Regions from separate parts of the Rattus norvegicus genome. Here region 2 is linked to region 1. Evidence: chromatin contacts called from public Hi-C data. All regions are on one chromosome and are shown on one strand. The core of a region is the stretch at or near the end of the contact, and the rest is flanking DNA. Distances in the headings are between cores, read along the strand shown. Region 1 holds the start of Mmaa (metabolism of cobalamin associated A). Region 2 overlaps Zfp827 (zinc finger protein 827).

Region 1 (2,903 bases), core at 215-2,714:
TTAAACTACCTTTTAAAATATAGTATCCTACTTTTACAGTCTTCACATATTTTCCTTCTGGATTACCTGAAATTTGTAGGTCTCATGACTTCAGACCTACTTGATTATACATGACTAAGAACAAAATGATCCTTCTAAAAGATCATTCCTGAGAAATTTAAGTCGATGTGTTCTTATGTTAAAATTTGAAAATCTTTACTGCTACCTAAGACTGCCCGGCTGCCTTAAATAGAACCATGCTATTTTTTTCAATACTAACAACTATGAAAACCAAATAAAACCAATTTTGAATTTTTCTGCATGGCTCTTAATGAGATTCAGACTAATCACTTCGAGAGGAGGCTGAACATAGGTGGAGCTCTCACAGCCTCAAGGCAGGTTCCAGTCCTGTGTGTCCTGTCGGCCATGTCCCCTCCTTCCCCCAGGACAGGAGCACTTCTGCTTCATGAACGTCTTTAATTCTTCCCAAAGGAGTGATAAGAACAGTTAGGAATACTTGATTTAAAAAAAAAATGCATTAAAGTAAGAGTTTGCAGAATAAACAGCAAGCAAAGGCTAGGGAATCATTTTTTTAGTTAGCAAAGTCCTCATAAACTCCTTCATAAAACTTAACCTGTATCAAGAAAAAAAAAAGTATTATGCAGATCGGCATGGATGTTACCTTGATTAAAATATTACAAAAACTTTCCCCTAAAAATCGTGTACGAGTAGGCAACGGCTTAGTCACCTGTTTTATTATGGTTTTTTTTTTTTTTCTTTTCCTTTTTAAAATTCACTACAGTGTGGCGCGGTGGGGCCCAGCTTTAATCCCAGAATTTGGGTGTCAAAGCCTGGTTTACTTGGGGAGTTCCAGGATCGCCAGAGAGACCTTGTCTCTCCAAGATAATAGTAATAGTAGTAATAATAATAATAATAAATTAGCATTTCGCCCCAGTGCAAAGTAGAACTAAGTCAGATCCTTTCAAGGGAGAGCCTGCCCACGCCAGACGAACCTCCCTGGGCATTGCTGAGGTGGTGAGCAGAGGTCTCTGAATGTGGGGCATGTTAGGAAATACTCTTATGAGTGCATCAGTTTTAAAGTGAAGAATTGTGGGCCCTTGAGCCACTCAAACCCGCCATTGTTCAGACTTGCATTTCGGCTGGGGGTGGAGCGGTTATTCCAACAGGTGGCAACCTGCTTTGCAAAGTTTGTCTAGGTCGTCATCAGTGACCCATCTCAAGCTTCCACGCGCGGAAAGAGAGGGCATGGCACCGCGGTCGCTGGGTCGGGCAGGGCCGAGACAGCCTAAGCCAGGACGCATTCCAGAGAGCAAAAGCCGAGCCCACAGCGGCCTCCACCACCCACTTCCCGCCCAAACAGACCCCCGCTACCCGCGCATGCGCCCGCCGCGAGACAGGCCTTCCTTCAGCGCCTGCGCCTGCGCGGGGGCGTCACGTTACGCCTGCGTGCTGCCGGAGGCGGAAGGGGCGGGCAGGGCGGGAGGAGCGGGCGGAAGGGGCGGTGCTTTACTGCGCGGCCTCGCGAGGGTGAGTGTGGGGCCCGGTGCGCGCGGAGGCCAGGAGTCGGGGCCGGTCCGTCCTCCGCCCCGGGTCAGCCCCGCTGTAGGGGGCGCCCCCTGGAGGCTCGCGGGGGGCAGCCGAGGAGGATGTGGCTGAATTAGGGGCGGGGTGGATGTGGTCGGGCCTGCAGGAAGAACTGGAAGGGACTGCGTGCTTTTTCCTTACATAAGAAAGGCGTCGCAGACACTGCTGTCAGGATCTGTGGGCTGAGTTGTGAGCTCCTCTCGGGCAGCAGGGAAGGAGACGGGGCCAAAGGTTGTTCCATGTTAAGGAGCTCCGCCTATGGAAGGGAGCAGCAGACACCTCAGAGTGGAAGGAATACCCATTTGCAGAGGATTCAAAGCAGGATACAAAATAGGGTTCAGACTAGGAGTCACAAAGGGTTGTCTGGGTTCCAAACACCGTCTCGATAGGGCCTGTAGCGTTCCACAGAAGACATGCCAACTTCAGATATGTTTCTCATTTGAAAAAAATGAAAGATAGCCTAAGAAAAGGGTTTCTTACTGCCGCCATAAGAGCTCCTATGTATATATTTTGGAGAACAAAGAGACTATAAAAAGTGGCTAAACTGGGTAGAAAACCAATTTCCAGGAGAAACAAAACGTTTGGAGGTCATCTACAATGTCTAGAGTGTTCTTTGACAAAGTAAATATATTCAGAGAAATAGTATTTTTACTAGGCTGGTTCTTTTAAGGCTTTGTTTCCTATTAGGAGAGACTATAAACATGGAAAGTTACGTAATCATGAGGAACATAAATGGTGCCTACAAAATTTGAGGGTGTCATAAGAATATATTTGGAATGGATAGAACAAGTGAATGGCTGAAATCCGCTCCAGCAGATTGGTGTCATGTGGGAAAAGCAAACTTCTTCCCGTATGTAAGAAAGGTGTTGAACATTGCTCTAAAATCTTTATTGCCACTGGTCTTTTACAGAGATCTGATTTTTCTGCAATATGGAACAAGTATCTGTATTTTTATGTGATCCTCCCATTGGTTTTAATGTGATAGGTGTTCAGTTGAGTTAACATGCACCCTCTGTGTGCCAGGTACAATTTGTTAGTAGTCTGAGCAGATTTATCACCTAAGTTGGTATTCAGAATAATATGATGAAGAAAAGATTCTCCAAAGCCAGGATCATCAGGAGAGGGTTTAAGAGAGGAATTTAAGCAGAAGAAAAATGTTGTAGAAGAGGGAAGATGTGGCCTGTGGGTCAAATCTGGAAGTTGGGAAAGCAGCAGGTTTGGAAAAGAGACTCCTAGGAGTCTGAGAGGAGAGTGTGAGAAGGTTGTGCAGCAGACACAGACTATCGGACTTTTTTCCTAGGGCATCAGGGTCACACAGA
Region 2 (3,030 bases), core at 476-2,975, 140 kb after region 1:
TGGGGGCAGGATGGAATCCTCCTGTTTTAAGTGAGAAAACTCCTGAATCCAAATCTGTTGTCTCCTCTCTCTCAACTCACAAGCTTTAGAAGGCTTAGCAATCGCTACAGCCCATACTGCCAGTCAGCCCCAACTTTACTGTGTCAGCCCAAGCATCCTGCCACCCACAGGAAGGAGGGAGAGTACAGAGGAGACCTGTATTCATAGGAAGAGGAGGTCACCTGTGGCTTACCTAATGTGCTGATAAGAATGGATTGCGTACTACCACAGTCACCCATGCCCAAGGAGGGCTCAGCCAAAGACAAGCTCCAGGCATTGAGAATTCTGAGCGTTGTGAATGGGTAAATAAAACACACACACACACACACACACACACACACACACACACACACACACACACACACGAGAAACACTTCCTCTCCCCTGACCCCATAAGTTCATGTTATCATTACTTAAGATTTGAAAAGCAATTCTGAGACACTGACTGCTCTTCAGTGAAATTCCTTAGGATGTGAAACTCCATTATTTCCCCAATTGCCCTAAAGGCAAGAAGCAGAATTCTCAAGGGGCTACATCTGGGAAAGGGTCTCATTCCTTTTGTTTAGCCTGTGTTTGCTATAGTCAAGCTGGGAATTGCTGGTTCAGGACCCATTCAAACATGTCAGTGGGATGAAGTGGGAAGCCAGCAGTGTGTGCTAGCCCGGCCTGCTCAGATCGGCTAACTCTGACTCCTGGATGGGAACTGACAGGTGGAGACTTCAGGCTTCCTTACTGGTCCTTCCAGTGATGTTCAGTTACCTGGAGCTGACCCACTGGCACATCAGGAAACAAATGTACTGGGGCTCACAGATAAAGAGGAAATAAGAGAGCCCAGTGACGCTGTGTCGCATGGAACCCATCATCGGCCATGTAAACCAACACAAATCATGGAGCAGTGCTGTCCAGAGGGATTCAGAGTGCTATGGTTTCATCCTGAGAGTCGCAGAGCTCGTCACTGTTTGAGGAACATCAGTCACTTGCTCCAACCAGGCAATACCTTCTCTGCCTCCATTCTAACCAAATAGGAGTTTTTCTGCTTGAAAAGACTCCAGAATCAGTGTGTCTGAGGCCCAGGAATCCAAGAACTGAAAAGAGCGAGCAGTGATGTCATCTGATTTGAGCCGGTGAGGATTTCCAAAAGTCTGCTGGCAATCTTGTCTTGATTCCAAATCAAACAAAATGACTTAAATGTATTCAGTGTGTGGCACATACCAACATCGAGGTTGCCGCTTAGCCACATACACAAACAATCGGTTTGTCAGAGTGAATGCCTTCTTCCTCCACTTCATTTCTCTTCATGTTTGTGTAACTCTGAAGACCGGCCATCTTCCCTGCTAGAAATCTGCTCACTTTAGTTAAGAACTCTATTTCTTTCTCTCTTTCTTCCTCTTTATCTCTCTCTCTTTCTTCCTTCCTTTCTTTTTTTTTTTTAGACTTAAAGTATCTTAAATAGGAAATTTTATGTGATACATCTATTTTTTATGGTGATGACAGTAGTGTGTATGTGTGTGTCTGTGTGTGTTTCCATGTGGCAGTTGGAAGACAAGTTGTGGACTTGGTTCTCTTCATCCAACTTTACATAGGTCCCTTGACACAGGTTCCAAGGATCAGACTCAAATTGCCAGGCACACATCACAGGCACCTTTACCCACTGAGTCATCTTGCTGGCCCAGCAAATTCTATCTAAACTAGCAAAGCTTTCTTAGAGATTCTGACCAGTGTGTTAGAGGAAGTGGTGCACACACATGGATAGTGAAAATGGACCTGTTTTTCCTCTCTTCACCGTCTGCCTCTGTCTGGGAACTGTGAATTTTGCATCACCCTGGGAGGAAACTAATTCACACACTACCCAAGGGTTGAGACACCAGCCCCATAGCAAGTCAGCATGGAGGAACTGGCTGTGGCATCACGGAAACTTACTCTTGCTCTCCAATGCGTCCCGGCAAACCGCCTTTGAGTGCCGGGCTGAAGAATGGATCAGAGACGGGTCTAGTCTAGCCAGTTACCTGCTCTGCCCTGTTGGCTGAAGCACATTTAAACCACTTAATGAAATTATGCATTAAGCAAGTCTTGAAAAGCCTATGAAGAACTCACTTCTCAGCCACTATAAACATCACAACATTTTAATGTAGTTTTGACACAGGCTCTTGTGCGACTCAAGTTGGCCTTAACTCCAAATATCACTGATGATGACTCTGACTTTCTGGTCCCCTGCTTCCTCCTTCTAGAGCTGGGGAAACAGGTATGTACCACCACATCTGCTTATGCAGTGGTGGGGCTTCAATGCATGGCCTCTTGTGTGCTAGGCAAGCAAAAAGCCTCCTATGTCCCCAGATGCAAGATTTAAAGGGAGACTGAAATCTGAGGATCATGAAGGAAGGTGAGGGAAGAGCACAGTTAGCTGGGAAGCATCCTGAACCGAGCCCTTCACAGCAAGGGCTTCATGGTATAGTTTACTACAGTACTCATAGTAAACATTCTCACAGGCCAGGGTGTTAGTGGTTTGGTTCTTGGTAGTTTTCTAAGCTTGACAAACAAAACAACTTATCACTAAGCACTTCTCCCATGAACCAGGCACAGCTAAGCCCCTCACTATAGAAGATGCACACTCATGCAGCCCAACAGGGAGCTGCAACAGGTAGACAACAAACACTAGGGAAACTCCACTGCAAATACCCAGATGTTGTCTTGCCCGTTATAATTTGGTGTAACATCTAGGAAAGGACACCATTAGGGGTTTGGGTATGGTAGATCACCCCTTCTGTGGCAGTTCTGGATAAACACATACACACAAATGACTCCAGGCATGTTCGTAAAGCACTAGTTAACAGAGATTCACATTTTATTGGCCAAGTCAGACCTCTGTAGAGATAATCCAATGAATTCTATGAAGCCAAGTTCCTTTCTGATGAAGGCATTGACTTTTCTAAAAGCAATTCTAAACAATGGCTTTGTCTTCTCCTGAAATCTAATTGTTATAATTTTCTGAGC

The links. A called contact is a pair of places that touch in the nucleus more often than the background predicts.
Region 2: a contact with region 1 is called in a Hi-C map of the A7r5 cell line, with 2.1 times the contacts expected there. The contact joins the enhancer-like site here to the promoter of Mmaa in region 1. A contact is called at or near these places in 2 of 12 Hi-C or Micro-C datasets (the A7r5 cell line and Schwann cells) and 1 of 1 datasets of contacts at active chromatin or transcription factors (oligodendrocytes).

Annotation. Positions count from the first base shown.
Region 1 is chr19:45,521,888-45,524,790 of GRCr8, forward strand. Mmaa (metabolism of cobalamin associated A) reads left to right here and starts at 1,465. Exons shown (of 7, transcript NM_001389261.1): 1 at 1,465-1,527.
Region 2 is chr19:45,659,451-45,662,480 of GRCr8, forward strand. All of the region lies in intron 8 of Zfp827 (zinc finger protein 827), which reads right to left. Among named protein-coding and RNA genes, the nearest start is that of C19h4orf51, 88 kb to the left of the region's middle. Within about 2 kb of position 1,726, at least 3 of the 93 cell types and tissues checked have an H3K27ac peak or open chromatin away from gene starts, as enhancers often do. A contact at or near this core is called in the A7r5 cell line, where this site is marked.